Regions from separate parts of the Gossypium hirsutum genome. Here region 2 is linked to region 1. Evidence: chromatin contacts called from public Hi-C data. All regions are on one chromosome and are shown on one strand. The core of a region is the stretch at or near the end of the contact, and the rest is flanking DNA. Distances in the headings are between cores, read along the strand shown.

Region 1 (5,719 bases), core at 2,015-4,514:
ACATATGTTGATATGTATATATATGCTCAAATAGCCATTTGATATGTGGTGTATGGTTGTTTTATGAATACTTTGCTTGTGAGATTGTGTTTAGCATTAATTGGTTGAAATTAAGATGTGTATACAAGTTAAGTTTTAGGCACAATGTCTCATGTATGTATTTGACCATTTAGGTAGATTTCAGAAGTATAATTGGTAAGTTTTAAAGTGGTCAAATGAATGTGTTATGAATGTCATGTTGTATGTGTGGATGGATCATGTTATAAACTTGAAATTGGTTGGTTTTGAAAGCTCAATGTGCCATGATTGTATGCAATTTGATGTATAGGTTGGAACCTATTCGGGTGAGAAACATGGCTTGGAAAATGACCAATTTTTGTCCACACAGGTAGAGACACGGACGTGTGTCTCAGCTGTGTGTGATACACGGCTAGGTGACACGGTCATGTGTCCCCTGATACTTCTATAGAAATCAAGTCAGTAGCTTCACAAGGCCTAGCACACGGGCGTGTGGCTTGGCCGTGTGGCACAAGTCAGTATAGCCTCTAGTTTTCACACGGCATAGCACATGGCTTGACATACGGGTGTATGAGGCCCTTTTGAAGGTTACACTGCCTGGCACACGGGCGTGTGGTCTGGCCGTGTGATCCAAGTTAGTGAGTTACACGGGGTAGGACACGAGCTGGAACAGGACCATGTGTCCCCATTTCAAATGCCTACACGGCCTAAGACACGGGCGTGTTACTTGGCCATGTGAGACACACGGCTTGGCCATATGAGTGTGTGTCCCCTGCACTTTGAAAATTTTCCTTACTTTCTTAAAATTTCTTAAGTACTTTGTTTAGTCTCGAACCCACTTTAAATGACTATTTAAGGTCTCGAGGGCTCATATTAGGGACTATATGGATGAATTTGAATGGCTTTTGTTTGATATGAGAAATGAATATAAAATGTATAATTGTTTGAGTTTAAGTCTGGTAATGCTCTGTTCCAGCGTCAGATATGGGTTAGGGGTGTTACACTTACACCATGTTTAATGTTTCCTATACTATCAACCATTTTCAAATCTTAGCTCAGATCAGTTCTCTACTCTCTTTCTTTCTTAACTCAAATCATTTGCCCTTATCTCCATTTCACTTAAAAAAGACTACAAATGTTTTGATCTACCTCCTTTATTAGCATTATGGATGACTTTTCTGTTTTATCTTAATTGCCTGAAATAGTTGTCTCATGTTCAAATATATATAATATATTCTTGTCTTGCTCTATATGGTCCCTAATATATTTATATTCTTCATATATATAATTAGTTTCCTTTTTAATTGATTTGCAGAGCGATGGTGGGAGAAATAGGCAGTAAAAATTCGGTTTTGAAAACAATTCATCAATAGTTCAAGTGAGCCTTAATGTGAGCTAAGAAACAACTCAACATTTCTTACAGATGTTGGAAATCGACACCATTATCATCCCTCAATGGATTTGTACCAATTTTAATGCTGGTCATGGAGTGTGATCAACAAATTCATGTTTCTACCATTTTTGGGTGTATAAGTTTGAACTTGTATTGTAATAAAAATGTAATCTATGGAGTAAAATGGTTCAAGAATTGGCCCTTGTCAAATTTGAATATAAAAAAGTAATGAAATATTGTGTAATTTTATCCTTTTACACTTTTGTTTTTCTTTGTGACCTTTTCCAACATTATTCTTGTATTTGATTCAATGAAAAAGTGAACAACGACAAGAAATAGAATGATCCAAATTTGAAAAAAAAAATAGTCATGTACCTAAAATAATAATAATTATATTAAGAAAGCTATTAAATTATATATTATTTTATTAAATTGTATTAATAATTATGTTAAAATATGATTAAATTATTTATTATGATTTTTATTAATTTATATTTTAATAATAATTATATTAAGAATATTATTAAATTATATATTATTTTATTAAATTATATTTAATAATAATTGTGTTAAAATATGATTAAATTATTTACTTTTTATTAAATTATATTTAATAATAATCTTATTAAAATTTAATAACAATAACAATAATCATTTATCTAAAAAAATTTTACTAAAGGTATTCTGGTCATTTAAATATTTTTCCTTATACTATTACAACATCTATTCCATTCCAACCAAATATAAAAATATTGTTACAGCTCTATTCAATTCCATTGAACCAAATAATTAAATTACTGATTACAGTTCTGTTCTATTACAACTTTATTCCATTACATTTCTATTCCATTATACCCTTATTCTATTCACCCCAACCAAACGTAGAGTTAATGTATTGAATTTATGTACTATATATAACTTTTATTTATGTAATGCATGATATATATACGACAATAATTTATGATCATAAATTCTTTCTTTAGGATAATAAGGATGATAATTATATATATTTTTATGAATTTCTTGAGGTTAACATTATTTTATTTATTCACTTATGCATTGCAAACCTTGTGTTTATCCTTATGTATTATTTTATAACATTGTTTGTGTATTATCTTATGCATCTTTATGTACATTCCTGCATTACTTTTGTATCTTATCATGTGTATTATTTTTATATATTATTTTATAACATTTATGCATAATTTTGACAAAAAAAACACTTATTATTTATGTAATAAAAAAATTGTAATTGACTAAAATTTAATAAAAAAATTTAACGGTACTACTAATTATTAAAAATTTATATCACCATTCTAATTAGAATAAAATATTCAAATTAACTAATGATATTGTAAAATTTGATATACTAAATTATATTAAAATTAAAATATATAAATTAAATCTCGAATTTGAGTGAAATATAATCATAAATTGAAATTTAATTATTTTTATAATTTTAAAAAATAGAGAAATTAGAATTAGAATTTACTCGCTTGTTAAAAAAAAAGGATAAACAATGGATTAAGCCTTCATTTTATTTGAAAATGGAAAATGGAGGTTCATGAGCAAGCTCGCGACGGTGCTCAGCGGACGTCTAGTTTTCATGTAACTGTCTCTCATTGGCAGAGCGGGTACGGTGCTTCAACGGACTCCAAGTCCCGGCAACCAGTGCTTAGTTGATGATGTATTGGCCAAGCTGAAGCTGCCACGTCAGCATTCCAAGACCAAAACGCCCTTAATGTTCATGTAAAATAACAATTTCATCCCTCATCACCACACTTTACAGTTCAAACACACCATCTGCATTTTTAATTTAGCCGTGCTTAAAATTTAAATTTCATGTACCGACCTTCTATAAATAGCGACTCCCTAACTCTCCAAGCTCATTTCTCTCCCGCCATTACTTACTTTCTCTCTCTCTCTCTCTAATTTGATTCAAACTTCCAAGCCAAACACTCTAGTTTTCTCTGAAAATTTCTCTTTATCCTCGCTTTCTGCCATTTGAGTTCTTAGCTCTCTCAATCAAAATTCTACAACAATGGTGGGCTTTAAAATCAAAGCATTTCCTATCCATAATCACGATTTCACGTTTTCTTTGTATTTCTCTACTCCAATCTCGTTATAACTTGTACCGCTTTATCTTGTCAGGTTGTTGCGCAGAAGGTTAAAGAAGCGGAGATCACCGAGCAAGATTCTCTCCTTCTGGTAAAACACTTCCACTATCCAGTTCTAGCTCGTTTCTTTGATTCCCCTGGCATTGATTTGATGTCTCAACACAGCGTTAAGTTTGCTTGTTTGCTGTTCTATACTTAGTCGCTACATAAATTTTTGCTCTGTTTTTTTCCTGTTTGATCGTAATATAGTTCCTTCTTTTATCTTCAAAAATTTGAGTGCATCGATAAACTCAATCTGATAAATGCAACGTAGGCAGAAGCCAAAATCTCTGTTCTCGTTTTTTGCTGAAATTTAACTTCTCTAGGAAACTTGGATATTAAAGGCTTTTTATGTACCAATAGTCTGCAGATCTGAACATTTTAATTTTGCTTTGTCGCTTCGATGAAAATTTTTCTCATAGCTGGTAATGCCTGCCGTTAAATTTTTTTTCAGTACTGATTCCTTATAGTTCATCGCAACTTCGCGAGAAAATTGCTCTGTTTTTCTGTTTCTCTCGTGAATTTTGCTGCACAATGGACCCGAGTTCTTATTTTTATTATCATAGTTAGACCTAGAAGCTTTTGGAATTGAAGCTTTGATTATAAATATATTTAACTTGATCTCATCTTTGTGTATTGATTTTTCTCCTGACAGACGAGGAACTTGCTTCGTATTGCTATTTTCAATATTAGCTATATCAGAGGCCTTTTTCCAGAAAATTATTTCAACGATAAATCCGTCCCTGCTTTAGGTAAGCTTCATCTTCTAAGACTTTCACAAATTTCATTTTAAAATTTCCAAAACCTCTTTGGCTAATTTCTTCAAAATCGTAACAAATATCATTAGAGATGAAGATCAAGAAGCTGATGCCGTTGGATGCAGAGTCTCGTAGACTGATTGATTGGATGGAGAAAGGCAAGTTGTTTTCCATTGATTCTTCACTTCTTTTTCCTGTTTTCATCGTTGTCGCATCCTTGAATTTAATTATTCGATCATTTATCTCTTCTTCCCAGGTGTCTATGATGCATTGCAGAAAAAGTACCTGAAAACACTATTGTTCTGCATATGCGAATCAATAGATGGAGCAATGATTGAGGAATATTCCTGTAAAATTTCCGAGTCACCGTTTTTCTAACCGTATTCAAAGTTTAGTGGTTCGATTCTTGATTTAACAAATTGAGTATCCCTTCTCAATGCAGTCTCTTTTAGCTATTCCAATTCTGATACCCAAGAGGTTTCGATGAATATTAATCGCACTGGAAGCAAAAGGCATGGCAGAGCATTCATCTGCAACTCCACCACTGAAGTTACTCCCAATCAAATGAGGTGATAAAAATTCGATTCATTCAACCCAGTATAATCTTGAATTTTCTACCAATTGTTGTTTAAAGATGAAATTTTAAGTTAAAACTTCCATAACAACGTAAAATTTCAGGAGTTCTGCTTGTAAAATGGTCCGTACTCTGGTTCAATTGATGAGAACTCTCGATAAGATGCCTGAAGAGGTAAATTTTAGCAAATAAGCTTTCTAAATATTTCTTTTACATACAGCTGTATTGGTATTATTAATTGTGATATCTTTATTCTATCTTCTGTTTCAGCGTACTATACTAATGAAACTCCTCTACTATGATGATGTGACGGTACGCCTTTCTTATTTTCCCCGTGAAGACTTTGCTTACCATCTACCTCAAGTCTGGGGCTAATTTAGTTTAAAATTTCCCAAATGTTCAATAAAATATGGGAAATTATTTGTGAATTCTTGTTGTCTATATAAGTGGATTGGGTATTTGGTTGTTGAGCATATGTTCACTTCTCCGGGTAATAGTCGTAAAATTGGCCAGCTGTCGCATGCTTGCAATGCATATTGAACTGAAGCAACTCGTTGCTTGTTTGTCTATGTGCTGATTTTCCAGTTTTCGGGTAACTGTTTTGTCAAAGTTTTTTAGATTTAACTTCAAAATATGGTATTATGGTAACGCGCTAATTTCATCAAGTACAGCCAATGGACTATGAGCCTCCATTCTTTAGAGGCTGTACGGAAGACGAAGCTCACAATTCATGGACCAAAAATCCTTTAAGGATGGAAGTTGGAAATGTCAACAGCAAGCACTTTGTGTTAGCTCTCAAGGTAACTTTTTGAAGGCTTGT
Region 2 (5,719 bases), core at 1,164-3,663, 600 kb before region 1:
AATCAAAGATGACCATGAGAAGCATAAAACAATTCCTCAAGCTAACATGATGTTATACCAATTTGCAACTCAATAGCAATATGTAAAAGAGATCGCACTTGGTACAAGGATTAAAAGCATCAGAAATGACGGTGCCTACTAAAATGCTTTCAATGTTGCTAAAATGTGGAACTTCCAAACGCCAATGGAAAAAGAAAATAAGGAAAAGACAAAATAGGAATGCTATTGCAAAGCAAATTACTTGAATGGGTTCTTTTCAAACATTTTTACCTCATTAGCATCAAGTTCTCTTAGGAAACAACTAAACATCCTATCATTAGCACCACATAACCAAAGTTACAAGAATACCCACTAATTTGAAAGCATTCAATAAAAGAAATCTTTCGATGACATTACATAAATCCCAACATTTGTAAAGTTTTGCTCACCTCCACCTTAGCATAAGTAGTCAAAGCCTCAAAAACTGGGAGACATCCACCAAATACAAGAAGAAAAAGAGTGTAAGGATATATCATTCCATGCATTTCACGAAGAATATCCATGTTCATTTCTTCTAAAATAATAACAATCTGGGCCAAATACCTTACATATACTTTCTCACTCCATCATAAGAACTTGAAGAGAAATTCCCAACAAATATAATTAACCGAAAATAACTTGAATTAACCATTACTTCACTTCCTATAAATCTAAAAATAACATAAATTTCTAAACATCAATATAAAATGCCTACAAAAAATCAATTCCATCGTTACCTAAACAAAATACAATTGACTGTAAGCCAACTTCCTATGAAACCAAAACCAATGACTGAGTGAAATTAACATAACTTGCTTAATACCCAGATGAACAAATACAAAATTGAAGATTAATAAATAACCGTAGCACCAAATGAACTAACATTTGCAGAGATCAAATGAAAAATATTCATTAAGAAAAGGGTTATAGGGGGAAAAATACCAAACCAGGAATGGGAGATAAGAAGCTGAAAATATGCATAAGGCAGCCATCATCAAGGTTATTTATAAGAGTTGAAGAAGGAGAAGAAGACGTAATCTTTCTGGACTTTCTCTTCTCTAGCTCTTCCACCTTCATGGTCGGCCTTTGCCTTACGAAAATAATTTTTTTTCTAAGATATTAACTATGGTATGCAATGAACAATAAATCGACACGACAGTCAGACACAAGTTAGTACTTCGGTTGGTTCTTTGAGTTGAGTTGAACTGCTTAATTAAACCCAATCGGGATTTATAGGTCGAAATTTGGACAAAGATTTCAGGGTCTTAAACCTAACTTTTTTTAAAACTGCTTAGCCTAGCTAACATCAAATTCATAAGTTTGATACTCATTACCAGGCGACATTAGTCAATCAAGAACCAAAAAAAAAAAACAACAACCTATGCCTTTAGTTTCATAAGCCAAGGAAACAAAGAAATATATCAGAGACCCATAACAAATTTTGACAATCAAAGAGGACTATGAGAAGAGCTATGAAGTTTTATACAAGAAGAGTTATAAAGTTATGAGGAAGGAGAAATAGAAAACAGGAGCTTATCATAAAAAAAGAAAATGTACCGGAGATGAAGATGAAGGGCCAACGTGCTGTTGATTTGGGGAAAAATGTTGGAAGAATTCTGGAGCAAGGGAGAAGAAAGCAGACTATTTTGGGGATAAATTTTAAGCGTGTGGTGTTGAATAGCAATTCAGAGCCTCACCCCAGAATACCTATTACAGCATCTGAGGAATATGAGTGTAATAGCAAAGCTGTGGAATCAAGTAAATAGTGAACCAAACGGTGTAATAGCAAAAAATTACTGTAGCGCACGAAATTGCGCAGGAATGGAATAGCGATTCCATCCAACCAAACATGTTGTAATAGTTTGAAGAATTAATCAATAAGGATAAAACTCAAAATTAACTTTGGTTTAAAGTAAAACTTTATTTATTAATTTTAATTTGGAGTAATTTTATATATAAAATTATCAATATAGTGCCAATTTAAGTTTGCATATTACATACACAAATAATTATGTTGATCCAATATAAAAATAAATTGATGTAGTTATTTATTTAAATGTATACAATTGAATTAAACTTAAATGTTCATGTATACATTTGAACCATAATCAAAGTTTCATGTGTATAATTGCACCAAATCAAAGTTTAAGTATCAAATTGTACATTCGATCAAAATTCATGTATAATTTTAAAATTTATCCCTAATTATTATGTTTTGAAATTTAAGAACCAATTTAAAAATTGGTCTATAGTTTAAGGATGTTCAGTAAATCAACTCAATTTTAAACTGTTCAAATTTTATATGGGCCTTGAAAAAGCCTAAACCAGGCCCTTGTAACTCGGTAGCCCAACTCAGTTACACCCTACAAGTAGGGCAGCAAAAATGGCGGAAACCAAGCCACATAATTTAGTCCTTTAAAGCTGGAAGCCGCACTTCTATTATTTTACAACCTACAAACCGAAGTGTAAGTAACCCAGATTCTGAGAACGGCAAAAATGAGAGGGAAATCAATTCTCCGCCCATTTCTTACCCGTCGAGCTTTCAGTGGCCGCTCTGTTTCTTCTTCTTCTTCTCGGATTCTTTTAAATCAGAGTTACTTAATGTCAACCCCCCAGACAAATTCTTCAATCCCTAAAACCCCATTTCCAGTTTGGACCCCTGAAAACCTTAATCTCTCCCGATACTTCTCGGACTCTTCTCCTGATTTTTTCAAACCATCCTTCATGGAAACCGAACCGGTGCCGGGTAAATTCTATTCTTCATTTTCTATTTGTTAAAGTGTTTTTCTTTGAACATCGAAAAAGAAGAGGTTTTTTTTTTTAAATACACATAAATTTGGTTCTTTAATTTCAGTTCCAGAGAATGTTGTCCCCGTTAAGTCAGAAGAAGATTTTGATGCTGCACTTAGCAAAACTAAAGACGAATCTGTGCCGGCTGTTTTCTATTTCACTGCTACATGGTGTGCTCCATGTAAGTTTTTCTAACTTCTTCTTTCGAGTTTCTGATATCAAAGGCACTGGCTGTGTTTCACTATATTTGTTCTGTTCCATCTATATGTAGGCCGATTCATCGGTCCTGTCATGGACGAGTTAGCTCGGAGAACTCCTGAAGTAACAGTTTATAAGATGGATATCGATGAGGTCTAAATGATTTTTTTATTGAATTTATTACCTTCATAATTTACTGGTTGTGGTATATATTTTTAACAAAGGAACTTTAAACCAGAATGGTAATGTATTGTCGGGTCTAGATTTAGGTATTTCTTCCATAAGTTTTGAATTGCAAATATCTCCATTGAAGGGTCCAGTATGTATTATTTATGAATCATTCATTTTGAATTGCCTTCTTGGTGGTAAAGTGAATCTATTTATGATGATTTGTACAAGGATTTGTTATGGAAAGGCAATAAACTTAGTATGATTCTATTTCGTGTTTGAGATTGAAATGTTTGATAATACAAGGGCATATGATGTAGAGTTTGTTGTTAAACTTTCTTTGAAATAAGTTATTACTATCTTTTCAAGTCATTTTATTTGCTCATGTAAGTTCTGCAAAACTGTACCTGAGAAAATTTTTGAAATGTTTATTATTGCATTCATTCTTATTGATTTAATATTTTCTTGCTATGTCGAGCCATTTCTTATTTTTGTTTCATGAAGTACATGTTTCGGACACCTATGCCTGCCTCAGACTAATTCATGGGTACTAGGATATGATGCTTTAAGAACCATCCAAAATCCAAATACATGGAAAAACTTAGAAAGAAATGAACATACCTGTGCCATACATATATGTGTCCGAAACTCATCTGAGTCTGAGTAACAGTTTTATTGGGCTTTATTAATTTTAAATAGAAGCTAAACTCTTACCTCTTTTAGCTTTTGCATTTCAGAAACACTTTCTGACAATATGTTTTATATACGGGAATTAATGTTGTCAACATGTTGCAGGAAGGCCTTGCAAGAAAACTGAAAGAGCTAAATATTACAGCTGTGGTAAATGACATTTCTTTTAACTATTGGTTATTCAATACTTGAACTGCAAACCAGGCATTTGCTACCATTTATATATGGTGGCAAACATTTTTTGCTGTTACTTTCTTCTCTTGAATGATGAGAAACCAGTTAAGCATGATTTTTATATCTAGTTTTAGATTGAAATCTTAGTTTTGGGTTTTTAGTAATTTAAATTGGTTATGCTTGATATGATACTTATATAACATGTCTATGTGCAGTATAATTTTTGGTATAACAGTGGTCAATGTCAATTATAAGTTTCATTTTGATAACTTTTTGAAGTATTTTGGAATCTCAATTACCAAACTAGATTTTAAGTGCTTGTTATGTCTGCCATTGCAATTTTATTGTTAAAATAAGATAATTTTAGCTTGGCATATTAAGTTTCCAAGAGTCTTTTCCATTCTTTGTATGAACAGATTCTTTGTTCGATCACTAAATCTTCATCTTTGGATACAGCCAACTGTTCAATACTTTAAAGAAGGCAAACAGGAGGTAGAAGTTGTTGGTGGTGATGCTACACGCATAATTCAAACAATGAAGAAACTTTACAACATGTAATAATTCTTCCTCTCTACTTGCTTCTTTTGCTGCTTTCTTGAACACGAACTTATGCAGTTGATTTATATTAGATAATTAAAATGTTAGGTATAATGTTTACTAAATTATCCAGTTTCCATATTTTTTTTAAACTTAATATGTTTTTGTTCTGCCTTTTTTATTTGGTTAGTAGCTAAATAATGCTGCTCCAGCTCTTCATTTTTTCTTGAAGCATCTGTGTCTGACATCCATGTCTTGATGCATGTCCGGACATTGGTTTGGGGAGTGTAGTGATATGATCTTCCCTAAGCACTCCAAATATATGGAACTTTTTAAAAAAATTGAAATCACCTATGTCACTTACATCAGAATCCGAGTAACATAGATTAATATAACTGGAAGCCTTTTGAGAGTGTATTATTTTTTTATTCTAAGTGCATGCTGTTGTACATTTTATGCCAGTGCAAAAGATATTTGCATGTTTAGAAGATAAGGTCACAATTACGCTTTTTTGACCTTATCTCTGCCTTTATTAGTTCAGTTAAAGTATTTTCTCTGAACCTGTTCTTGTGTAGATTCTGAAGTAGAAATATTTTTAAATTTAGCCACTTGGTATGCATGGATCAACTTTATACAATAGTATATTATCTTTATCAAAACTTGTTTTATGCAGTTGATTTTGTTTTGGAGATGATGTTGACTGTGGGTTGAATGCCAAGAGGAAGCATAAATGCTGTCTGTTTTATGATATGGTTAGTTTCTGACCTCCATTGTTTTGTTTTCCAGGAGGGATCCGAAGACAGATGATTCAAAGCAAGATGCTACTTCAGGGGAAGAGGTAAACGAAAAAAACTGATGCTTGATGATGATTACGGAGCCTTCCTCAAGCTATCAAAGAAGGGAAATAAAGGGTCTTAGGATTTCCTTATGTGAAGCTGACTGTAAGACTTGGTTTCGGAGAGTGGTCTTCTCTCATCATTCTCACTATAGGTGAGCTTTACATATCGAGCACAGAGCTTGGTTGATTAAAATTATAACTTTAGGAGGAAAGTTAGGATCTTTTTATGGAATGTGCAGTTTGATTTGGCAATTTCTAAAATTCTAAAACGTAGACAATTTTTAAGGTAATGTGCAGGTTGATTTG

The links. Hi-C and Micro-C count contacts between places; a contact is called where the count stands out from the background.
Region 2: a Hi-C map of leaf shows a contact between it and region 1, with 2.0 times the contacts expected there. The contact joins the promoter of LOC121219871 here to the promoter of LOC107886463 in region 1. A contact is called at or near these places in 2 of 34 Hi-C or Micro-C datasets (both in leaf).

What each region holds. Positions count from the first base shown.
Region 1 is chrA03:92,242,013-92,247,731 of Gossypium_hirsutum_v2.1, reverse strand. It overlaps LOC107886463 (meiosis-specific protein ASY1), which reads left to right and starts at 3,264. Exons shown (of 23, transcript XR_005916284.1): 1 at 3,264-3,455; 2 at 3,563-3,619; 3 at 4,223-4,319; 4 at 4,415-4,483; 5 at 4,582-4,674; 6 at 4,768-4,894; 7 at 5,004-5,073; 8 at 5,170-5,211; 9 at 5,571-5,699.
Region 2 is chrA03:92,837,345-92,843,063 of Gossypium_hirsutum_v2.1, reverse strand. It overlaps LOC121219871 (thioredoxin O1, mitochondrial), which reads left to right and starts at 2,413. Exons shown (of 6, transcript XM_041098452.1): 1 at 2,413-2,764; 2 at 2,873-2,989; 3 at 3,080-3,159; 4 at 3,970-4,014; 5 at 4,495-4,592; 6 at 5,362-5,719. The coding sequence starts at 2,515. The coding sequence ends at 5,431.